Regions from separate parts of the Mus musculus genome. Here regions 1, 3, 4, 5, 6 and 7 are each linked to region 2. A link is a contact called in public Hi-C and HiChIP or PLAC-seq data. All regions are on one chromosome and are shown on one strand. Each heading gives the region's core, a stretch centred on a gene start, on an enhancer-like site or on the middle of the called end of the contact. The rest is flanking DNA. Distances are from core to core; before and after follow the strand shown. Region 1 has its middle 58 kb from the start of Gm23216. Region 2 holds the start of Col3a1 (collagen, type III, alpha 1). Region 3 holds the start of Wdr75 (WD repeat domain 75). Region 4 has its middle 280 kb from the start of 4930521E06Rik. Region 5 has its middle 100 kb from the start of 4930521E06Rik. Region 6 has its middle 270 kb from the start of Col3a1. Region 7 has its middle 13 kb from the start of Gm23216.

Evidence for each region. Hi-C and Micro-C count contacts between places; a contact is called where the count stands out from the background. HiChIP or PLAC-seq counts read pairs in DNA pulled down with a chosen protein or histone mark.
Region 1: a Hi-C map of the C2C12 cell line shows a contact between it and region 2, with 8 times the contacts expected there. The contact joins the enhancer-like site here to the promoter of Col3a1 in region 2. A contact is called at or near these places in 1 of 39 promoter capture datasets (hippocampal neurons), 1 of 15 datasets of contacts at CTCF or cohesin (embryonic stem cells), 23 of 484 Hi-C or Micro-C datasets (the C2C12 cell line, the G1E-ER4 cell line, the HL-1 cell line and 10 more), 5 of 115 datasets of contacts at active chromatin or transcription factors (the NIH/3T3 cell line, cardiomyocytes, embryonic limb bud and 2 more) and 1 of 9 other capture datasets (adipose tissue).
Region 3: a contact with region 2 is called in an H3K27ac HiChIP or PLAC-seq map of the NIH/3T3 cell line, with 3 times the contacts expected there. The contact joins the promoter of Wdr75 here to the promoter of Col3a1 in region 2. A contact is called at or near these places in 8 of 39 promoter capture datasets (the 3T3-L1 cell line, 3T3-L1-derived adipocytes, cranial neural crest and 5 more), 1 of 484 Hi-C or Micro-C datasets (uterus) and 1 of 115 datasets of contacts at active chromatin or transcription factors (the NIH/3T3 cell line).
Region 4: an H3K27ac HiChIP or PLAC-seq map of the NIH/3T3 cell line shows a contact between it and region 2, with 5 times the contacts expected there. The contact joins the enhancer-like site here to the promoter of Col3a1 in region 2. A contact is called at or near these places in 16 of 39 promoter capture datasets (the 3T3-L1 cell line, 3T3-L1-derived adipocytes, the HPC-7 cell line and 10 more), 18 of 484 Hi-C or Micro-C datasets (the C2C12 cell line, the HL-1 cell line, the STO cell line and 8 more), 9 of 115 datasets of contacts at active chromatin or transcription factors (the NIH/3T3 cell line, cardiomyocytes, craniofacial prominence and 6 more) and 1 of 9 other capture datasets (adipose tissue).
Region 5: a contact with region 2 is called in an H3K4me3 HiChIP or PLAC-seq map of embryonic limb bud, with 4 times the contacts expected there. The contact joins the enhancer-like site here to the promoter of Col3a1 in region 2. A contact is called at or near these places in 13 of 39 promoter capture datasets (the 3T3-L1 cell line, 3T3-L1-derived adipocytes, the C10 cell line and 8 more), 8 of 484 Hi-C or Micro-C datasets (adipose-derived mesenchymal stem cells, embryonic fibroblasts, tail fibroblasts and 1 more), 3 of 115 datasets of contacts at active chromatin or transcription factors (cardiomyocytes, craniofacial prominence and embryonic limb bud) and 1 of 9 other capture datasets (adipose tissue).
Region 6: a contact with region 2 is called in a Hi-C map of the C2C12 cell line, with 3 times the contacts expected there. The contact joins the enhancer-like site here to the promoter of Col3a1 in region 2. A contact is called at or near these places in 15 of 39 promoter capture datasets (the 3T3-L1 cell line, 3T3-L1-derived adipocytes, HPC-7-derived erythroid cells and 9 more), 15 of 484 Hi-C or Micro-C datasets (3T3-L1-derived adipocytes, the C2C12 cell line, embryonic fibroblasts and 5 more), 6 of 115 datasets of contacts at active chromatin or transcription factors (the NIH/3T3 cell line, craniofacial prominence, embryonic fibroblasts and 3 more) and 1 of 9 other capture datasets (adipose tissue).
Region 7: a contact with region 2 is called in an H3K27ac HiChIP or PLAC-seq map of heart atrium, with 5 times the contacts expected there. The contact joins the enhancer-like site here to the promoter of Col3a1 in region 2. A contact is called at or near these places in 15 of 39 promoter capture datasets (the 3T3-L1 cell line, 3T3-L1-derived adipocytes, the HPC-7 cell line and 8 more), 15 of 484 Hi-C or Micro-C datasets (3T3-L1-derived adipocytes, the HL-1 cell line, adipose-derived mesenchymal stem cells and 8 more), 6 of 115 datasets of contacts at active chromatin or transcription factors (the NIH/3T3 cell line, craniofacial prominence, embryonic fibroblasts and 3 more) and 1 of 9 other capture datasets (adipose tissue).

Annotation. Positions count from the first base shown.
Region 1 is chr1:45,625,587-45,628,987 of GRCm38.p6, forward strand. No RefSeq gene overlaps it. Among named protein-coding and RNA genes, the nearest start is that of Gm23216, 58 kb to the right of the region's middle. Within about 2 kb of position 1,270, at least 57 of the 459 cell types and tissues checked have an H3K27ac peak or open chromatin away from gene starts, as enhancers often do. A contact at or near this core is called in the C2C12 cell line, the HL-1 cell line, the NIH/3T3 cell line and 7 more, where this site is marked.
Region 2 is chr1:45,309,500-45,312,828 of GRCm38.p6, forward strand. Col3a1 (collagen, type III, alpha 1) reads left to right here and starts at 2,039. Exons shown (of 51, transcript NM_009930.2): 1 at 2,039-2,333. The coding sequence starts at 2,249.
Region 3 is chr1:45,793,514-45,796,610 of GRCm38.p6, forward strand. It overlaps Wdr75 (WD repeat domain 75), which reads left to right and starts at 1,653. Exons shown (of 21, transcript NM_028599.3): 1 at 1,653-2,091. The coding sequence starts at 2,009.
Region 4 is chr1:45,020,442-45,023,833 of GRCm38.p6, forward strand. No RefSeq gene overlaps it. Among named protein-coding and RNA genes, the nearest start is that of 4930521E06Rik, 280 kb to the left of the region's middle. Within about 2 kb of position 1,875, at least 77 of the 459 cell types and tissues checked have an H3K27ac peak or open chromatin away from gene starts, as enhancers often do. A contact at or near this core is called in 3T3-L1-derived adipocytes, the C2C12 cell line, the NIH/3T3 cell line and 12 more, where this site is marked.
Region 5 is chr1:44,847,684-44,851,099 of GRCm38.p6, forward strand. No RefSeq gene overlaps it. Among named protein-coding and RNA genes, the nearest start is that of 4930521E06Rik, 100 kb to the left of the region's middle. Within about 2 kb of position 1,813, at least 4 of the 459 cell types and tissues checked have an H3K27ac peak or open chromatin away from gene starts, as enhancers often do. A contact at or near this core is called in embryonic limb bud and uterus, where this site is marked.
Region 6 is chr1:45,041,821-45,045,009 of GRCm38.p6, forward strand. No RefSeq gene overlaps it. Among named protein-coding and RNA genes, the nearest start is that of Col3a1, 270 kb to the right of the region's middle. Within about 2 kb of position 1,526, at least 48 of the 459 cell types and tissues checked have an H3K27ac peak or open chromatin away from gene starts, as enhancers often do. A contact at or near this core is called in 3T3-L1-derived adipocytes, the C2C12 cell line, the NIH/3T3 cell line and 4 more, where this site is marked.
Region 7 is chr1:45,671,166-45,674,395 of GRCm38.p6, forward strand. No RefSeq gene overlaps it. Among named protein-coding and RNA genes, the nearest start is that of Gm23216, 13 kb to the right of the region's middle. Within about 2 kb of position 1,761, at least 50 of the 459 cell types and tissues checked have an H3K27ac peak or open chromatin away from gene starts, as enhancers often do. A contact at or near this core is called in the NIH/3T3 cell line, adipose tissue, heart atrium and 3 more, where this site is marked.

The DNA of each region.
Region 1 (3,401 bases), core at 20-2,519, 320 kb after region 2:
CAGTAAAGACCTTTAATTCTCTTTGTTTAATTCCCCAGCCTTTTGTTTCTAAGGCAACAAACAATAGTCAGCTCTTAAAAGCCTAAAGAGCAAGGTAAGTTATGCTAGGATAACACAAACTTCCTATGGTCTTATTTAAGAAGGAATGTATTTTTCTGTCAATTGTTGTTCATCATTGTAAGCATCTGTCTGCTTAGATAGGCTGCACGATGCGCAAATGTCCTATTCCCCAAAGCCTGGGGGGAGGGGGGAAGTTAGCTCTACTTTACCTAACAAAGTCCTTAAAAACTCTTTCCAGCTTGTAATTTCAGAGTCTGTCCCTCAATAGAAAGCTAAGACAAACGGAACCATCTATAGGGCTTCCCTCTACTCCCATACTCTTTCATTTGATGCTCAAAACAAAAAATATCATGTGATAGACAAGTCAGAAAACACTATAATTTTTTTAGAGAGAAAACTTGAACTTGAGCTGAAATAACTGATTTTCAGGAGGTCACATACCGCAACAACTGCCACAGCGGAACTGCCAAGATCCTGAGTCATTTATTCCATGTCTCCCCACAAAGCACTCTGCTGCTGATCAAGAACGTGTCTGAGACATAGCTTCTGGGTTACGGGTAAAGTGGAATGCTAAAGTGAAGGGAGCAGAGATTTTAGATGTGTGTCAACAAGGAGATGACTTTTATCAGTTGTTTCTTTTTTTTTAATAATTTCTCAGTCCTCTATAGCATTTACACATATTTCTCATGTGAACGTGAGAATCTCCATGAAGTAAACGAGTGATCAGCTCATTAGTGTATGCTCCACCTCCTTTCGTTGTCTCAGGGAACACACTTGAAGCCTCCTCAATCGTAATGTCCCATTTGTCTTGTATTTCTGACACTACCCTATCTGATAGGGCAGTACTTGTTTTGAATGAAGTACCTAGATACTTTGGGTGTCTAAAGGTGCTTCCACAGAAACAAATGGTAACAAATAAAGGAATGGATACAAAAGAAAACAGTAGACTGCATGGGCTTGCCTTCACAGTAAGCAAATTGTAGCTGAGTAACTTGTATTCTAACTGCCCAATTTTCTGAAGGTATTTCTGCCAGATACTAGATCACCAGGGCTTCATTTTAAAAGCCCAAACAACACATTCAAATTTGAAACTATAGATCTCATTTATTTCCAGTTCTTCAGCTGGCAAATATGTAAAGCACTCAAGTAGTAAAGATGAAGAAATAACTTAGAGTGGATGGAAAATGTTAGGAAAGCACAGGCTAGACAATTCTATGAGTCACTTCTGAGATAGCTAATGGAATAGAGATTCCAGTCCACTCATTAAAGTGTGGGTTGAAACGTTGCTTTATTTTTCAAGAATTTCCATGGGAGGCACTTGGAGAGAAAAACAGGAGGTAGTCATACTAAACTGCAGCCAGGAAAGGACCTTTGAGAGCAGTGAGATACTGGCACAAACAAGATACTCCACAGCACAGATAGAGTTCCAGGATTCAGCGATTTTAGAAGGCTTTATGGCACTCATTCAACAGTAAAATGCAGTCTGCAAAAACTTACTTTAAGTGAATAAATGTTTCTTATAAGTAACTTTGTATTTTCTTCCAAGTTCAAAAATAAAACACAGAGATTGTTTAAAATTTAAAATATTAGAAATGTTTTATTTCTTGCAAAGAAAAAAATTATTCTAAAACACAAAATAGTTTTAGACTTACAATTTTCTTTGTAAGAATTATTAGCTATTATGTCTAAAAATGAACACAGACAAGATAAACTTTTAAAAGAATGTTTACCTATCAGATATTAAGTTAGGATAATACCAAGATACCTATATTTGTTTCGTGGGAAAACATGTCTTATACTCTCTAAGCAATCTTCTCCAGTTAGACAAGTGTGAACTTCATTTGACAAGGACACATGGTACAAAGAAGACCATACAAATCCTGGTACTTTCATACACTGAAGTTGCAAACCCTCTAGAAAGACAAGAAAAGAAAAACATCTGATGCTGGAGATTATGGGATAGATATATACACACATACAAGCAATCCACATTGAAGTTCAGTCATACATGTATAGAACCTGCAGAAATGCAGAAAGCATTCTGTTAGACCTTCATAGTTGTCAAATTGGCATCTTTTACTCATCTCACTGCAAACTGTTTGAAATTGTGGGGATTGTTGGGTCACTTTATTTCAAAAAATATTTTCCTTCAGCTTTGTAAATTAACAACAAATTCACTAACTTCAGTTTTGCTATTTGGATTTTAAACTTACTCACCTAAGAATTTCTCAAATACTTTGAGGACTGTGAACATAGGGATATATTTCACCCTTTATGAATCCAAACTATTTAATAATTTCCAACTTTGGGTATCACATGCCCCAAGAGAACTCTGGGAACTTCAACAAAATCCAAGAACATCTTTGTGGAGAGAAAGATCAGAAAGGAAAGGTTGCCCCCTGCTGTTTATGAAGTGACAAGTGCCCAGCGGGACTTGACCTGGATACATGAGTCATGAACATACAGAAAGAGGCTGAGTGCTTCCCTTCCGTGCTTTCAGTGCAGCATGTGGTAACATACTGATGACCAGAAGTACATGACCAAATTATTCCAGATAATTCCAGCTTTTGTCTTTCTCTGCACATAACAAAGAGTGAACTTGACTGTCTTCCATTTGATCTTGAAAACATCTGAAGGTAAAGAGTGATGTGTGCTCATAAATAAAATTGTGAAATAATTAAAGAGTACTGTGTAGTCTATTTGTTTACCAGTGATGACTGCCTAGAGAAAGAGCAAAAGGGACCATCTGAAGAAGTTCCTCAGTACTTCTGCGTTTTGCCCAAAAGAGAAATCAGTGATAAAATGACATTCAACTTTGTGAGAAGACCAGAACTTAGAGCTTTTAAATGACCTAATATTGGTTTCATATAACTCTGAAAAGTTCATATAACTCAAAAAATATTTTACAAGAATTGGTAAGCAACTTCTATGCACTCCTATTGATTCAGAGTACAGATATGATTAAGACTCTGGATTTAGATGAGCCACTTCAAATCCCACCAGCATGAGTAGCTGTATGGTCTCAGACTATTTGCTCAGTTTTATGCCTGCTCTTCCTTATCCACAAAATTTGAATATCATTTGCAGCTACCCCATTAGACTGAATAGAATTCAATGTAGAGATAATGACATGAGATTTAAATATAAATATTACACATTTTATTTCTTTAGAACTCACTGCAATGACCTTTGCAGAACAAAATTTTCATAGTAAAATAATTAAAATACTCAGTAACAGTCAAGAGATAAATATCTGGGGCTGGAGAATTGGCTTTCAGAGTAAGAGCACTTGCCGCTCAACCAGTGGACAGGGGATCTATTTCCAGCTCCTCATGGCAGTT
Region 2 (3,329 bases), core at 789-3,288:
AACAATAGCTCACTCAGATCGACACCCATCTGGACACTGCACTATGAAGCATTTGGATATGAGGAAACCAAAGCTCTAGGACATAGAACACAAAGGCTTGTGAAGCAGAACTTCCAAACACACTCAAAGTAGAGAAGCATGATAAATCATGCAATCTGGAGGATTAGTTCTCCAGGTCTCCCCCAAAGCCTTAAAATGGAACAATGCCTAGATCTGCAAAAACATCAGCCATATGTCTGTAGTGAGTATATCAATCAGGAATCTTTTTCTTATGCAAAAATGCTACTTTAAGAAGTTTTATAAACTTAAAGAATGTGACAGGAATTATGCATAGCGTTGATGAAATAGTGCATACAAAATTTTTAATTAGTACAAAGTAGCATTACGTTTTTTCACTCAGAAAAATAATTCTACTGACAATTTTCAATAAATCTCAATGTTTGCATTTTCCATTTAGAGTAAAGAGAGATGTACTTATATGTATTAGCACTGGTTTTTGTATACTGCAAATATATGAAAAACTTATGTTTCTAACATGGTTTGAACAGACAAAAACTTTGAGGTAAAGGATGAAGACTATTAATAGAAAGACACATACATGTCGGTCCTCAATTTCTTCACTTTAACCCGAGCCCAGCCAATCTCAGAAGTTCTATTCCCTGCCTCTTCTGGCAGCTCTTCTCCAATCTGAAATCAGAAGATGCACAGGGGGTGGATTTTTGTCCTATTTTATTGCTTCTTGTCGCCAAAAGACATCACTTTTCTTCCTTGAACATCTCAGTGTGGGCTCTCTGTGAGCAGGGACACATGGAGGAAGACATAGCATTATCCATGCTTATAGCATTGATGTCTATAAAAACAGATTTTTAAAAATAGTATTATATATTAGGAAAGAGAAAATTATATATAAAAAATAATTCTAAATGAGATGGTTTTCCTAAAGAGGGAAGTTTTGAGCTGGATCATTAAGAAATAACATGAATTGATATAATGGGGTAAATTTTTAAGTGTGCATGCACAAAAAGGGAATATTTCTATGAGGTTAAGACTAAAGAAATAAATGCACATGGCCATGATTAGGATCAAAATGCCCACGATTGATTTTTAAAGATAAATGAAGGAATAAGGAAGTGAAGGATAGGGTATCAAGATATAAGTTGGTCATCATAATAAGGGTAACAAGTACATTTTTTCTACAGAGATTTAATCAGAGATATAGTGGTATTTATTCCTCAACTAGATCTAGAAATACATAGAAAACTCTTCAGATGAGGTCTTGGAACAGAAACATAGAAAATACTGATGTAGACATATTTGTAGTAATTATTACATTAGAAATTAGAAATTCTATTCCACACTTTGAACTTTCTCTTTTGTAGTTTCTTACAAGGACAAGACTTGAAAAGTTTGATTGCTTTTTTTTCTCTTTAGTAATGCCTGTTCTGATTTCTTTAGTAACACATAAACTGGAAATTTTACAAGGAAGCAGTCAGGGTTGCTAAAGAAATTCGTGAGAAATAGAGCAAGGGGAACAGTAACAGATAAGAGTCTCAATATCTCTTCAAACATAGCTCAAAGACAGTTTTGTGACAATTGCCTCCAGTCTAACATTTGGAATGCAGAGTGGGTGGTGAGTTCAGGGCCTTCAGAGGATTTTCCTTTATAGTCTCTTACAGTTTCCTGTTAAAATTGAGTCAGGATGGACTCTGGCAAAACTCAAAGTATCAGAGTCTTCTAGAAAGATAAAATTTACAAAATGACCATGCCGGAGAATGGGAGTCAAAACACTTTTTCAAATTCAGACAGTTTTTACTGTTTCAGAGGGAAATTTAAAAACACACAAACAATTGTTGTAGGCTATCACAAAGCACATTCCTATGTGTTTCTGTCATGCAAATATGTATTTAAGACTAATGCATGTTATAAACATATGCATAGGCTGATGTACACATGCTCCAGATGTGCTGTTTCTGTGTCTGTGGGTTGTGTCCTCTACACACAGGGAAAAATATATTAATCATTGCTTTTACTGCTGAGGGGATGGGTTCTGCTCTCATATTTCAGAAAGGGGCTGGAAAGTGAGGGAAGCCAAACTTTTTCCTATTTAAGGCCAGAGCAGAGGGAAGCGAGCGGCTGAGTTTTATGACGGGCCCGGTGCTGAAGGGCAGGGACAACTGATGGTGCTACTCTGAGCTGCTTCTTCCTCTCTCCTCTTTTGCACAAAGAGTCTCATGTCTGATATTTAGACATGATGAGCTTTGTGCAAAGTGGAACCTGGTTTCTTCTCACCCTTCTTCATCCCACTCTTATTTTGGCACAGCAGTCCAACGTAGGTAAGTAGGTACCGATTTGAACAGGCTTTCTGGGTTAATTTTGCCTTAACTTCTTACAAAGGGTAAGATAGTGGGAAAATCAGCCTCCTAAGAATTTCCTGTCTAGCCTCTGACTGTGGAATGTTTTGTTAACCTTAATTTTGTTTTCTATATTTGATTTTTTTAAAAGTTAATGTACATGTATAATATTCTCTAGTTGTTTAAGGTAAAAACTGTTCTTAAATTAACTTGATTTCATGTTCACCTTTTAAAAAATGTTTTAAAGTACTCCCCTCCTGCATTGTGAACATCTTGGCATGCTCCCAGGCCATCTGGAATTTATTGGTCTCTTGTAATAATTTCATGTTCTCCTTTGTACACTGCTCTCTTTACAAAGATAGGATATTTAGCCATGTTTTTCAAAAGAATGCACTAGAAATGTCTCTGAAATGAATAACCCTTAAGAAGATACTAGAAAATAAATAGAATCCCTTATGTATTTCTGTAAAACTATAAATGTGGACTATCTATGGACCTTCCAGAAATGAGCCCAGGCTGCAAAAACGTGTCATTGTTTCTGTTTTTATTGCATTCCATGATTGCACACATTCAATGTGCTCAGAGTTTGCCAAAAGTTGTTTTATGTTCTGTTTAGCTGGATTTCCATTACTGAAGATAACATAATTTAACAGGAATATTTTTGCTTTCCTCCAAACAAGGTAAAGATACAAGTTTTGCTCAAAAAGGCAGACTTGAAATAGTTTTGGTAGCCAAATGTAATGATCTTTATTTTCTTGTGCCCCAAATTAAAAGCAACTGTCTCATTATTTACTTAAATACTTTTAAAAATGCATATGTTCCTTGTCATCATGAAAATTTGGGGTGCACACTTTTTTCAAAATAATTGTGTTGATGTAAATCTTATCTGTGGCTAAAAGAAGTTGCTAGCAGTTCTTTTCATACATAATCAAACACGTTGGTATTTAAACCTTTAGTTTTAGCAAATGCTTCATGAGC
Region 3 (3,097 bases), core at 403-2,902, 480 kb after region 2:
ACCCATAAGTTCTGTGACTCTAGAGAACCCTGACTAATACAATGACAAAACAGAAAAATCAAAGTATAAGAAGACATTACTCAACCAGTGCACTAGCACCAACAGTGTTCCTGTTCTATGCAAAGGAGGATGAAGAGAAGGATGAAGAGGAAGAGGAAGAGGAGGAGGAGGAGGAGGAAATGATAAATATTAAGCTGTCAAGAGAAAATTTGGTTCCTAAATGTTCATGCAAAAAGAAATAAAAACACAAATTATAATTTTATTGGAAATGTTAGTAGATTAAATTTTTGCATGGAAAGAATCCTTTCACGAGTTTAGTAGTCCAACTAGCCTTTGTCCAATCAGAAAGCCTCATTCTTTCTTAATTTAAACGAAGTTCACCAAACAGTAAAACAACTGAAGTAAAAACTAGTTTGATCATTTATTTTCTTCATTGTCTCAGAATATAATAAGCATATATCCGATCTCAAAGTTTCCAAGTTTAAAGGATGTATTACTTAGACATCAAGAGTCTAGGGTGGGATGGGGGGTTAAGCTCACTATGTTCTTCCACTATGAAAAAGCATACCATAATTATGAAAAAGAAACTCTTTAAATTTGAGATAAAAACAGAATCAGTATCTTCCTGTCTAGCTCTGTCTCCCCAAACTATGAACCCAACAAAAACTAATCGTCTCTCTCTCTCTCTCTCTCTCTCTCTCTCTCTCTCTCTCTCTCTCTCTCTCTCTCCTGCCTAAAGATCTATAGATGTTTTGACCCTTAGGATTATATTTTTCCTGCTATGAATCAGCATAAAGTTATGGTGAATTTCAAATGTATCAAGAATCTGCTCCTGTTAGGGTTAAGATATCAGATGCCCTTCCTTAGGGGTCGTTAAGAGCCAGCACAATGGAAAATATTGACAAACGAACGGTTCAACACAGATATGCAGCAACCTCGAATACAAAACACAAAGTGTTAAGAATCAACATCCTCAGAAGTGGATGCTCACAGTCAGCTACTGGATGGATCACAGGGCCCCCAATGGAGGAGCTAGAGAAAGTAACCAAGGAGCTAAAGGGATCTGCAACCCTATAGGTGGAACAACAATATGAACTAACCAGTACCTCCCGGAGCTCTAGCTGCATATGTATCAGAAGATGGCCTAGTCGGCCATCAGTGGAAAGAGAGGCCCATTGGACACGCAAACTTTATCTGCCTCAGTACAGGGGAACGGCAGGGCCAAGAAGTGGGAGTGGGAGGGTGGGGGAGTGGGTGGGGGAGCGTGTGGGGGACTTTTGGGATAGCATTGGAAATGTAACTGAAATAAATACCTAAAAAAAAAAAAAAAAAAGAATCAACATCCTCAGAAGTCAGGGCTTCTGAACAACAGGAACTGAACAACTGGAGCAAACCGGACATCACTGCAGGAGCCCTGACACCAAGGTGTACTTTTATTCTGGAGTCGAAACTGCATTGGCAAGTGTGGCGTAGATGCTACAGGAACTTAGCGATGCTCATAGAACCGCCATAAAGAGCTAAAGCGCCCCACTTCAGTTACCATTGCAAGAAGACGCTCTTTGAACCCCGCCCCCTCCCAAAAAAAGGCAACGGAGGGGGGTGGGATAGGAGTAGGGTGACTGCGTCATCTTGCTGTCGCTCAATCACAGTGACAGAAAAGGCAACGGCTTCAGTAGGAGAAAGGATGTTCACTTCCGCTTCTGGCGGAACCTTTAGAGTCCGGTAAAAGAGGCCGAAGAGAAAACTCTCTTCTGTATCGAATAGCTGTAGCGGCATCTGGTATGATTTAACTTTGTGCGTGGCTGTTGGGCTTTACTCCTTCTACAAGGGTTTTAATTTGACCCTGCCCAAACTAAAGATGGCGGCGTAGGCGTGGAGCCGACCATAGAGTCTCCAGGCTAGAGAGGCCCAGGCGGGCCGCGGGCGGAAGAGTAGGGCCAGGCCAGTCGGCCTATGAAGGAAGTTCGTAATCCGGCCGGTGCTCGGTGCTTCCTGCGCCTGCGTGAAGATGGTAGAAGAGGGAGTCCGCGTGGTTCGCTGCGGCGGCAGCCGGCTGAACTTCAGGAGGGCCGTGTTCTCCGTGGATTCCAAGTATGCAGTAGGCTGCGGGTCAACAGGGCTCCGGGCACCGCGGGCCGGGGAGGGGAGTGCCCGGCGCGGCGCGGCCCACGGTCGGACTGCGAGGCTGGAGTCCGCGGCGCCGCGCAGCGCATGGACCGACCCGGAGCTCCCCGGAGCCGCCCGGCTTTGCTGCTGTGTCTGTGTGCCTTGCACCCAGGACTCCACCTGCGGGAAGGTTGGCGGTTACAGGGGCAGGTCAGGTGTCTACAAGGGACTAGGAGCCGCTCGGTTGGAAAATGGTCACTCTCTCCGTATGTGCACCGGTCTGACCATGCAGACTAATGTTCACGTGTGGAACGTTTTGGACTTCAAAATCATTAATGATTCAGCCTTTTTCCCGCAGAAAAACATCATAATTACCAGGCTCCTTTTTTCCTTTTTTTTTTTTTTGAGTTTTACATAAAAACAGATGTTAGATCTGTAGGAGAAAGTGTCTATATGCACACAACTTTTACAATAGTGGCTTTCAGTTCGCTGCTTGTCAGCTGGCATTGTTGCTGCCACGTTGTATCATCTAGAAGAGGTGTGTAGTAGGGCTAGTTTTTCAGAGCACTCTGAATGTAGAGATACTTAGGCTCAGTTGTTTGAATGCTTGATCCCCAAGAGGAGCAATTATTCCTGAAGGATTAGGAAGCAGACCCTCCTTGGAGGAGGTGTGCCAATGGGGCAGGCTTGAAAGGTTCAAAAGCCTAATCCATTATCAGCTCTCTGCACAGGGATGTCTCCTGTACTGCTCCAGCTCTCTCTCTCTTTCTCTCTCTCTCTCTCTCTCTCTCCCTCTCTCTCTCTCTCTCTCTCTCTCTCTCTCTCTCACACACACACACACACACACACACACACACCCATCATGGGCTCCACTGTGATGGTCATGGATTCTACCCTCTGCAACTGTGAACTGCAAATAGTAAATACCCCTATTTTAGAAAGGTATTTATAGTATTTGTGGAAGGTGTACTCTCCCGCAATACCCTGCCAG
Region 4 (3,392 bases), core at 625-3,124, 290 kb before region 2:
GCTGTAGTCAATGAAAGCCATTTTGGCTCAGAATTCAATTTCTTCTCTCTTCCCTGATCCTTCCTCACTCTCTTTTTGCCACTTGCCTTTCTCCTACATTGTGTCCCATTTCTTCACCTTCTATTATGTGTTCTTATATTTGGTTCACTGAAACACAAAGAGGAAGGCTGAAATGTCCAATGTCCATTTGCCTCCTCATATGGATATTTCTACCACACTTTACAACATTTTCCCAGCTTCAGCAAGGCTCTGTTCATGTGGTGTTTAGTGAAGCTGCATTCCTAAGGGAGTTCATCATTGTTTTTGATTGTATGGACTTGAAGCTTTCCAGACCTTTTACCAGAGAAGGCTTCAGTAAATGGACTTAGTAAAGTCAGGATAAAAATAACAGCAGTCACACTGACAACAATATTTATACAATACTTAACTGTTAGAGACCACAAGAAAATTACTGACATTTTTCTGTTTATGAAAACAGGACCTGTAGAAGTAACTCTGGGGTTTTAAAGAATTCTATACTGACTTTAAGCACAAATACTTATGTGTTTTATTAAACAAGTTCTCAGGTATCCCTAACAGCAATCTTATGTCCCCAATTTTCCACACAAAAGTATCTATGAATCTAGATCAACTTACATATAATATTAAAAGAAGAATTATATCTTTATCTAAAGGAAGAATGAAATAAACTAATAAATGAGGATGAATAAATCTGTTGAGGTTTAGAGATTTTCAAATAGATGATTTCCTGAAATTCTAGATTTTTCCCCCCTCTGTTTTATAATTTCCCTTTTCTCTAGCAGCTACATGGTGTAGTATATCTTTCTGTTCAGACTCACTTTTGCCCTTGGGCTCATTTTCATTTCTCTTTTCCTTAGGGAGGGAAGCTGGGCGTGGGAGCTCAGGCTCCACTGTTAGCTTCTAGTCAACGTGGCATGGGAATCTGCTTGTGAATCTGTTCCTCATCTGATTGTCTATGAGAACAATTGCTCTTTGATTAGAACCATCTGGTTCCCACTAAAGTTATTTAATCCATGTGTTTAACCTGCCTAGAATCCAAGTGCAAACTGCTCATGTGGACCAGTTGCTGATATCATGTAATTACTAGATAGTGTGGGACTTGCTAAACACTAGCCACCACCAATGACTCACTAAAAATTTTTTTGTGCTGATATTAGAGCAGGAGAGAAAGGGGAAAATGGAAGAAATGGACGAGGGAAGTGTATAAAATTGGGTCATGAGAATGAGTGTAAGCCAACACTCATAGAACCAATCAGTATGGAACTGACCATGTCCTTAAAACTTGACTTTACTAACTATAAATCTATCAGTAATATTTTCAGAACATTTCACAATATGATTTATAATATTCTTTCTCAGTATTAGTAACAACATGGGGGGGGGAGAAAGAAAAACAGAGAGAGAGAGAGAGAGAGAGAGAGAGAGAGAGAGAGAGAGAGAGAGAGAGAGAAAATGTCAGAGAGATGCAAAACACCAGGAGATATACCTACATCCTGTCAAGGTTATTTATTGCAAGTTCATGGATCTGAGAAACACATTCGTTTTACACTTCGTCATTGATGTTTTGCTTTTATGACATTTTAGTGGAAGTATTTGTTAACATTGTCAAGGGATTTCCTAGCTAAAACATAATCAAAATTTCTTTTTGAGAACCATTTCTCTTTTTATCCTAACTCCATCTCTTTGATCTTCTCAACTAACTAAAACTCAAAATGTTGTGATTTGAAAGAATTACAGCAAATCAGACTTCACTGGAAATCATATAATAGCTTCCCTCCCCTGGTGTTTGACTGTAAGCAAGACCCAAGAGCACTATCCTTGCCTCTCCTTTCTGTTAATTCCTGTTTGTACATGCAGAATGTAGGGCAGTGACTCACAGTACTGGCCCAGAGCCACACAGCTGGATAGACACAGGGTGCATTTCATAATAAAAGGGTCAAGAAAGAAAAATGGTGTTTGTTCATTTTAAAAAATTCTACATGGATTATTCTTACAAAAGCAAAACCTTATGTTTCTAAGGAAGTAGATTTATGGAAGATACATTTTTTTAAAATTGTAACTCCTCATTGCTGAAGAAATCACACATTTTGGTTGTAGAAAATAGAGAAACAAAGCCTGAACTAAGCAGAAACCTATCTCTCTGTTAGCTAGCTTTCACCGGGCTGGTATGTGCTTTGTTGGCTGCTGGCAACCACTAGACATCAATGGCATAACCCTGTGTTGGACCCTGCATTCTAAACAATACTGACCTACAGGACAATATGTACTATTGATGCTAAGAGTAGCAAGACTGTGTTTATGGGCTAACCAACCATTCTTTTGATTAGACCTGAGATCTGCTCCTCACTGGCAAATTCATGTATGGGTATTGGAAACTTGGTCAAAACCCATGAAGGTGGAAGTCATAGTCTGAAAGAGGAAACCTATTTGTTTTATTTTGCAAAATTCATGTTATCAGACTGCCCTCTAAATATTTACATAAATGTGCACAGATTTGCTTTAAACTTAACCTTGAGCAGAGAGCATCTTACTGTAGTAGGCAGCTTCTAATGAAGAGACTCATCAGTGTTCAAAGTGCTAAGAATAAGTGACTGTGAGTGCTTTGTGACACATAAGGACATCTATATCAGCCCTCCTCCATACCAACACTCAGTGAATGCCATACAAGAGGAGAAAGAATAGATAAATTAATTAGAAAATACAGAGGAGTGGTGTGAAATGCTGTCCTTTGGACATAATGCAATAGTTGCTCACATGAACTTACAGTAGATATAGCTACCTGCACAGATCAAGACATTTAAAAATTTTAGCACACAAAGAAGCTGGGCTCCTGAGGCCCCACACCTTCCCAGGAAGCTCTTGGAAGTTGATCGCTGCTGGGAGCAGGAGAATCACTTTTCTTGGGGAATAGCAACTGGAAGATTACCGTAGCCCCAGTCGATAACAATCCACATCAGTGCATATAATGGCAGTAGTAATTGGACTTCGTGGAGTGATTTGTTTAAAGAGACATGGGGGCTGGATAAATGACTCAGAACTTAAAGTGTTTACTGCTCTTCAAAGGACTTCAGTTCAGTTCTTGGCAACTACCTCAGTTGGCTCACAACTGCATCTCCAGATCCATGGTATTTTATTTTCCCTCTGGACTATATAAACACTTAACTCACATGTATAACCCCCCCATACACACACACATGTATCCAAAAAACCACACACATGCACACACATACACACACACCACCACCACTATCATGCTTAATAATGAAACAAATCTTAAAGGATAAATAATAGATGGGAGGCAATTGTATTTGGAGAGGGAGGGAGTAGTGGAAAGAGGGCATTAGATATGATCAAGATACATTATATATATA
Region 5 (3,416 bases), core at 563-3,062, 460 kb before region 2:
ATGTGTAATAGTGGCATACATTTTATGGAAGTAGCTGACACCACCACCACCCCCAACACACACACTCACCGTTTTATCAAATTTATGGCCAATGCCATGACATTGAACCCAAATCTGGCACTGCTAATGTGGTCAACAATATGAGACTGGTAGTTCATGGGTATAGGGGAAACCCTACTACTATTATTCTAATAAAGGTACAGAAAGAACAGAGCAATAAAATGACTGATCATTATATATTGCTATACCTGTAGATCAGTGCACCATACCAGAGAAGGTTCTTGTTACAGCCAACGGAAACTCTCATAGAGACCTGGACACAGTGCAGAGAATGGAAGACTTTGGAGCACTTATTCCTACATGATGTGTTTCCTAAACTCAAGACTCAGAGATCTATAAAGAAGAGGAGGCACAAAGATTATAAAAGCCAGAGGTGGTGGATGACACAAAGAAAACAGTGTGTTCTAGACACAGCACGGTTGATATACACACAAACTCACAGATACACAAAAATCTGCACAAGTTAAATAACACAAAATCTCAGCACGGAGAAGGAAAAGTAAATACAACATTCTATCACTAATCAAGAAGCTGTTTTTAATTGATACCCAAGGGAAAAAGTAAGATCAATTTTGTCTAGCGGAGTTTCTGTGTATATACCAACTACATTCTAGGGAAAGCCCCATGCCCAGAAGTCATTGGCCAACAGAAAACAGAATCCATTCATTTTGTGTGCTTTTGTTTGGTTGTAAGTTTACATTGGCATTTTTGTCTTTTTGTGTATTTTGATTCTTATCTTTTGGGCAGAGTTTAAGACAGAGAAAGAAAATGATGTTAGCTGGATAGGAGGCAGAAGATCTGTGAGAAGCTGTGGAGGAGAAGAATATGGTCAAAATGCACTGCATGTACATTTTTTTAATAAAAAAGAAAAAAGTCAAAATATTTTATTACTAATTGTTTAAATTTATTGTATAATAAAGTTTATGATTTCTTTTTTATGTATGGAATTGTAGAAATGTGTTATTATGTTTTATTATCTGAATATAGGAAGTAATATCCTAAGTGGCTACAAATAAAGGAGGCTCATTGTACTTATAGTATTTACATAAATATTTATTAATTTTATTTTGACAGAGAACCTGCCACTTCATATTTCTATAAATAGCTAAGTGGAGTATGAACTCACAGTGGCTTGAAGGAAAGGCTGGAGGGAGAAATGGGAGGGGAAGTCATATAATTCTATTTCTATTAAAACACATATATAGATATATATACACATATATATATATATACTGTTCATTATCTTTACATTTTTTTATTTAATAACAGAAAGAAGAACACATTTAATCAGAATGTGCAGAACCAAAAAGACTAAAAATTATGAATTCCTGTTGCACGTAATCAAATGTATCTCACCTGGAAATCAATCTATGCAGGATGTTACTCTCACCTAAATTGTAAGCATTATAAAGCATACTATATCTAGCTTATAGTTCAATACAGTTTTAGTTACAGTAAAATGATATTTTGTTTTTTGTTTCTATTGTCCTTAAAATAAATATTTCATCTTTATCATTTTTAATGAACAATATAGAAAAATACAGAGACTTATACAACTCTACCAAGTACTCAGTTTCTTGTAATACTCACAGCTGTTACATAAACTCTGGAAGTAAAATCAGTGTCATGATAAATTGACTTGAGAGTAAACACTGACCAAAGATTTGGTTGTTTTTTCTTTCTTCAGAAGACAGACTCTGTCTTTTATGTTTTCCCCCTTAAGTCACTCGGTTACTTTGCAGTCACTCCTCTTGGCTCTTAACAACAAAAATATGTCATAAATCCCAAAGACCCAGCTGCACTTAGTTACTGTGCTGTAGGCAAGGACACATGTCAAGTTGACACCTAGTTAAAGAGTGAAATCATAAAGAAGAAATCCCAAGTTTGTGTTTGGAAAGGACTAAAAATAAATGACTACTTATGTTATATTGGTATAAAATAAGGAAACAGGGGAATGGGAGACATTGACTATGAGCATATGCACACGTGTGATGGGAAAGTGATCCTGCTCCTCCATCCTGCAAGGTCTCGGAGAATAGTCGCTAGGCAACACTGCAGCTTGTTAAACATTCTCACTAATAAATTTCTGTGTGCTGTTTAAACTTGTCTTTAAAGGTGGTTTTGTTTCACATTATCCTAAATAACTTAAAGCCAGATCTTCTGATATGTCAATTGTAGATAGCAAAACAGAATATCTACCAAGTTATTTATTGGCAAAACACTAAAACAGAGTCATATGATCTGCCACAATTTCTATAAAATTATCTTACAGGTAAAATATATATATGAGATATAAATAATTCATTATATTTTGATTATTTATATCAATTATAAACAATATACACATCTCTCATTATTTTATGCATTTATTATTACTATATTTTGATAAAACCTCATTTACTTGTTTTTTGCTCCTGGCTCTGAATTCCTTATACCTTGTAGAGTTTATTACTCATGTTCTTCATAAAATTAAAGGTAACTCAAATCTCATTTGTTTGCAGTTTCCAATTATTCCAACTGCAGACTATAAACTCAGGCAAACAAATATCAACCACTGATTTTCCAATAGCTTTGTGTTAGAAAAACTTTCTTTTTTATATTTTATTTATTAATTTAGTTTTACACTCCAGATTTTATTCCCCTTCTGGTCCACCCTCTGAGGTGGGTGGGTGGTGGGGAACATTCTCATGAAGACAGTAGGGTGGGGTAGGTGATATGAGATGTAGAAAAACTTTCTCATGGTATCTTTTTCTCAGGCACCAGAACAATGCAGGATTATCTTTATGAACTCCAGATGTGTTATCAAATAAAAGCATCTCTAATATTATTCAACGTATGATTCATTAGTTTCCACATTCATCTAGCAGAACAAAATTTGAACTAGTTTTCATTATACAATGTCTTCTTGCTGAGATGTTACAAACTTCAGCATATGCTTATAAATGGATTTTACTAAAGATTTTATAGGCAAGAAATAGAGTGTTTGTACAGACACAAAGAATAGTCCCAAGACCATCACATAAACATTTCAAGATAAGCTTCTTGACATCAACTAGTATCCCAGGGAAGAACTTCAGCTACATGCTTAAAGTGGAGTGTACTCCTCCTGTGTATTTCAATTTTCAGACAAGGATTTGAATTTGAAGCATAAATTTACTTGACATTGTTTATAATTCTGTTGTAAGAACCAGTCAAGCTGTGTCAGTATTTTTTTTCTGATATGGAAAAAAGAATGTATACTCCCGCTTTGATAAGCTTTAGATTTCTCTAGGGAAGGAATGTAAAGTATTTGTTGAATTTTCCACATATTACAACTCCTTGTTACACTCTAAAAGGAAGAGGCAAGAATAAACTAT
Region 6 (3,189 bases), core at 276-2,775, 270 kb before region 2:
TTCCCCTTCATATAATCCCTCCCTCTCTGTCTTCACTGAATGCTACCCTTCAGTATGCCCCCACCCTTCCACCTCATGTCTCAGCAGGACAAGGTTATTCTCTCCTATTGAGACCACATAGGGCAGGCCAGTTAAGTGAATGAGATCCACACAGACAGGCAAAAGCTTTAGGAACAGTTCCAGCTCCAGTTGTTGGGCAATAACATGATGACCAAACTACACATCTGCTACAAATGTGGGGTTGGGTGACTAGGTCCAGCCCATGTATACTCTTTGTTTGATGGTTCAGTCTCTGAGATTCCTCAGGGATCCAGGTTAATTGACTCTGTTAGTCTTCCTGTGGGGTTCCTCTACCTTCTGGAGTTCTCAGTCCTTCCCCCAACTCTTCTGTAATTGTCTACAAGTTCCATCCAATGTTTGGTATGAACTTTGGATCTTTTAAAAGAGACTGGATTTTTAAAGAATTGAAATTGAAGGACTGTGATACTTTTATGTTATAATATCTATATTGTGATATTAATAAAGAATGAGCAAAAAGGAAAGTTTATTGTTAACTAATATTGATTGTTTTATTTTTAAACTACAGACTGATGTGGTGAGGATAAGCCCAGTTTGAGCTATGCCATACCCGGGTGATCCTGGGATGCTAGAAGAAAGTACAATAAGGTAGAGTGGGGGGAGTTACTAAGCCATTCTCCACCATGGCTTCTGGTTTTTTTGTTTTTGTTTTTGTTTTTTGCCTCCAGGTTCCTGTCTTGAGTTCTAGCCCTGACCTCATTCCTTGATATGAAGGCTGTGAACTGAGAGTTGTAAGCTGAAATAAACCCACTACCCCTCATGTTGACTAGTGTCATGGTTAATATTACAACAATGTAAACCCAAAGACATGGAGTTAAATATTTTTACAGATGAATTTCTTTCATGATAAAGGCCTGAAACCATATGGATAAAGAAATACAGCTGTTACTAGACAATTTAAAATCACATCAATATGTCAGAGGTCAGAAAGCACTGATGACTAACTGTGGTCATCTTAACTAAGCAACTCTTACTTATTTTATGACTTGTTTCTTTAAAGTCATTAAATTGACTTTGAGATCATCTACACCACAGCCAGTAAGTGACCACCATGTTTTTCTAAAATTGTGTTGAGTCATATTTTCTGTGGAGGTGTTTCTTAAATATTATAATGTCTTTCCTGGATCCCGATGACTGAGTTCCAATTTGGCTTGAATTTTCTTATAAAGATGTTAAAAATAACATGTTTCTCAGAGATACACCTCGTGTTTAACTAATGTTTTCTGCAAAAGCAGGTAACAACACATATGTCAGAAATCTCAATCTTTCTACGTTTAGACCATGAGCATGTGTGAGAGAATCCTTGCATTTCTCAGCAGTAAACTTTAAATTAATCCATCAACCCGACTTCTCTAGCATTTTAAAGTTCAGAAATAGGACTAGGAGTGGTGAAATGAGGTTTGGTCCTGGCCAAAGTCTGGAAACAGTCAATGCAATATTGAGTTTCTGGGGCTGGATCCAGCACTGACTTAAACAGGAAATGTGTGCTCTGTGGCTTTTTGTCAGACCTACTTGGGCCTAAGTGTGCAGAAATCACAAAACCTTCCTTGGAGCTTTATTGCTCCAACTGCTGGATTCCACACTAAGCCTCCTCTTCCTGCTTTCTGACCTAATAGGAATGCTCTCCTTAACTGTGTTTAAATCCTACCTAGTGTAGTTTGGCTTTAGCTAAGTAGAAAAGCAGAAGTCTGCAATATGTGCTATGTCTCTGAATTTGAGACTGCTGTGACATCATAAATAAAAGGAACCCCATTAATCACATGGGGCAGGCTAAAAAAAATTCAGGAAAAAATTTTCTCATAATAAAATCCAGATCAGTTCTCTCTCCCTGTGTCCTCTCTACTGGATCTCTCCTGTTCTCATCCCAACTCCCTCTCACACTCAGTTCCCTCCCTTCATCTACCCCTGATGTCTAGATTATTTCTCCTTCTCAGTGAGGTTCAATCATCATCCCTTAGGTCCTCCTTGTTACTTAGCTTTGTGACTATAGATTGTAGCATGGTTATCCTGTACTTTTTTAGTAATATTCACTTATAACTGGGTACATACTATCTGTTTCTCTCTGAATCTCGTTTACCTCAGTTGGGAATTGGGGTAATATTTTTTAGTTCCACCCATTTCCCTGCAAATTTCATGATGTTCTTCTTTATAATAGTCATGTATTGTTGCAGTGTGTAAATAAATGTACTGTTTTCTTTATCTATTCTTCAACTGAGGGACATCGAAGTTCTTTCCAGTTTCTGTCTATTACGAGTAAAGCTGTTATGAAAAATAGTTAAGTGGGGGAGGGTATGGGGGACTTTTGGGATAGCATTGGAAATGTAAGTGAGGAAAATACCTAATTAAAAAAAAGAAAAATACTTAAGTAAGTTTCCTTGTGGAATGGTCAAGCATCATTTGTGTATATACCCAGGAGTAGTATAACTGGGTTTTGAGGTAGATCTATTCCCAATTTTCTGAGAAACCACCAGATTGATTTCCAAAGGAGTTGTACAAGTTTATACTCCCACCAACAGTAGAGGACTGTTCCTCTTGCTCCACATCCTTGCCAGCATGAGCTGTCACTTGAGGGTGTTCGTCTGTTTGTTTGTTTGTTTGTTTGTTTGTTTGTTTTTATCTTAGCCATTCTGACTAGTGTGAGATGGAATTTTAGAGTCGTTTTGCTTTGTATTTCCCTAATGACTAAGAGTATTAAATATTTGTGAGAGAGAACTTGGATGGGGGAGCATCTCTGGGATAAACTAGAAATCTAGGACAAAGGATGAATGAATGAGTGTGAACCTACCTAAAACTTCTAACAGTATGGAATATAGAACCTAAACCAGATACCTCCTGTAATCAGGCAACACTTCCAATTGAATGGGGTACTACCCTACCCACAAAACCTTTGAGTCACAATTTGTCCTGATAGTAAGATGTGCAGGGGTAAAGATAGAGCAGAAATTGAAGAAATGGCCAAACAATGACTGGCCCAACTTGAGAGCCATGTCAGGAGAGAGAAAGAGTCCCCTATTTCTGACACTATTAATGATGTTCTCCTATACTTGCAGTCATAAACCTAGTGTTTTAGTTAAAGTTGTACTGTTGTGAACAGACACCAAGACTACATTT
Region 7 (3,230 bases), core at 511-3,010, 360 kb after region 2:
CTGAAGGAGCCTTATCTGGTATCAATGGTAGGGCAGGTCCTTGTTCCTGTGAAGGCTTGTTGCCCCAGTATGAGGAATGTTAGGTTGGTGAGGCCGGTGTGGGTGGGTATGGAGGCACCCTCATAGAAGCAAGGTAAGGGGGAATGGGATAGGGTGTTTGCAGAGGAGAAACAGGGAAAGGGGATAACATTTGAAGTGTAAATAAATAAAATAATCATTTTTTTTAAAGTATGAGAACATCATGAATTTTGCAGGCAAATGGATGGAACTAGGAAATACCATCCTGAGTGAGGTAACTCAGACCCAAAGGACATGCATAGTATGTACTCATCGATAAGTGGATATTAGCCAAAAAGTACAAAATACCTAGAGTTCAACCTACAAACTGTAAGTGTAACAAGCAGAAAAAATATTAATCAAAACATGATGTGATGTTGCTACTTTATATATATATATATATATATATTTTTTTTTTTACGTTAAAAACAAGTCATGAAGAAAGAAAAAAGAAAACCATGGTTTTCAACACAGAGTTTTAATGGAGGTTAGAGACACAGAGTTAACTTAGGAAGCAGTTACAGACCTGAGACACAGGAAACAAAGGGTAAAGATAAACAGAACCTAGGAGATAGCAGGAGGTGCCTCACATCTGGTACTATGAAGAAAGGATGTATGCTGCTGCCGGCAGTGGGTTCCTCTGAGAGAAAATTATGAGACTTCTTATAGAAGTGCCAATAGAAGCAAGAGGCTGGGACTACCCTACAGCTACCATCACAAACTGATGCTTAGTGGTTGAACAGAATAGTAAAATAGAGACTGGAGAATGCCTTGCCCCCTCTCCCACTCTCACATTGCAGTATCAAGTCTTACTCAACGCTTTCAGAAAGCTGAGTCTGAGGTATGTGACTTCTAAGGTCACTGTCCTGGAATCCCAGAGAAGAGTAAGTAGAAGAAAGAATGTGAGAGGTTAACAGACAGTATAGATAGACAGCTCACAAAACTAAGTAAAACTGTGGGTACAAAACTGATGTTGAAAAAAAATCTCTTACAGAATGGGTCATCAAGGGATTTACACATGAGCAAATGAGCACAGTTGAGAGAAAAGAAGGAGAGATGTTCCATTCTTAATACACACGGGGCTGGAGAGATGACTCAGCAGTTAAGAGCACTGACTGCTCTTCCAGAGGTTCTGAGTTCAATTCCCAGCAACCACATGGTGTCTCACAACCAGCTGTAATGGGATTCGATGCCCTCTTCTGGTGAGTCTGACAGCTATAGAGTACTCATGTACATAAAATAAATAAATCCTCAAAAATAAAATATACAACATGAACCAAGAGAGAAGAAAGGAAAAACATTTCAAGTTAATAGAAAAGATCTCTATTAAAAATGGAGGCTAGTGTTGCACATATGTAACCCCAACACTCACAAGGCTGAGCCAAGATTTCAAGACCAATCTGGAATGCACAGTGAAACTCAGTCTCAAAATAAACAAGGGTGCAGGGTATAAGTCAGTGGCAGAATGTTTGCCTAGCATGCAAGGGTACTGAATTTGATTCCCCAGAACATAGGAAGCAAAAGTGAAAAATAACAGTATTTAAAATACTGTGTAATGAAACAAGATCGAGACATGACTCTTAAATCAGTCCCACGAGCCACTATTAAATGTTTCATAAAACCATGCTCCCTGAAATATAGGCTTGACTAGGTCAGGCTCATGAGCTCCACTAGTGAGGAAAGGCCCCAGAGTTAGACAGACCAACAGTGACATCTGCTGCCAGGGACTTACTCTGAAAGTGGCCTGCTGCAGCATTTGCAAGTAGAGTCCTGCCAAACCGAACTGATGAGTCAGCAGGCAGGAACTCCTGTTTGTCGTTTATGCTATTAGAAGGTTTCCCAAGGCGAGCACAGAACATGGGAAAATGGGAATGTTTGAAAATGTAACTAAAACAAACAAAAACAGTGGAGGCTGAGTTGTAAGTGATGAGACAAAGACCTCACTCTATCGTTCTTCATCATGTTCCCCTTTAGCTAAGTAAATTCAAATGAATTCTGTAGTTGTTAGCAAACATGAACTTTTCCGTGAAAAGGATTAATTAAACCATTGCCAGCTACAGTGGATTCCAGCATCATACGCAGGCCAAAGAGAAAAAAGTCCAAAGATCAAAGGAGAGTGTGCATAAAATTTTAGGGTAACCCTTACTTAGAAAACCACTTCCTAATTATCTGTCTACCTACGTCCTTCAACATCTGCTGACCCTCGGGCATTTTTTTTTTTTTTTTTTTTTACTTTTCTGAAAGCTAATGAACATAAGGTTTGAATCAGACATCACATTTAAAATAATAACTGCCAGTATAAAATGTTCAATGTGACTCAATTCTGTAGAGCAAAAGATATGAAAGAAAAAGGAGTTCGGTTCTCGTTTATAAAAATGCAGAATGATAATGAATTCAGTTACTGTGAAAGCAGGTGAGCACAACCAATATTTGTATTAAAGAATTCCTGAGTTTGTAGTTCTTTTCAAAGATTTCTGCCATACTTAATGTGGCATTTTGAGCAAATTATACTTCTCTGGGCCTCATGTTCCAGTGCTGCAAAAATGAAAAGATTGGACTATATGTAGGATGGCAGATGGATTACCTGCTTATGAATTCATCTTATAGCTACATGCAGACTGCACCAGCTGGGTCTATTGTGGATGACAGAACTGTGGAGTCTCCACGTGCACCTCATAGATGATCTGGTTTGCTGTGGAGGACAGAAACATGGAGTATCCATGTGCACCTCACAGATTCTTGCCTCTGGCAGGAAGATCTTACTCTCCCTGCTAACCCCCAGTCGTTGATTCTGTTATTAGCTACGCGTTTAGTGCAAACTATGATTTCCCTCTACAAGGTGCTCAACAAATATTATTTCTGGTATTCACAGTATTCCAAAGACAAGGAAAACAAGCCTCAGAAAATACAAGGAATTTCCCAGAGTCAGAAAACATGGAGTCAATAAGTAAGATAATCTCCTGCCACTCCCTGTCATAAATTATCTTAATTTCTCATATTTTGGACCATACCCTAGCCCTCCTAAAACATAAAAGCCATATATTCTAGCATCATTATGCATTGTCTGCCTGTACCTTAATACACACATGTGCCTGCACAAAGAAAATGCAGCTGTTTGGGCATGAAATTCAGCTAGTCCATACAAACCTGAAGTGACATTACAGAAGCTCTGG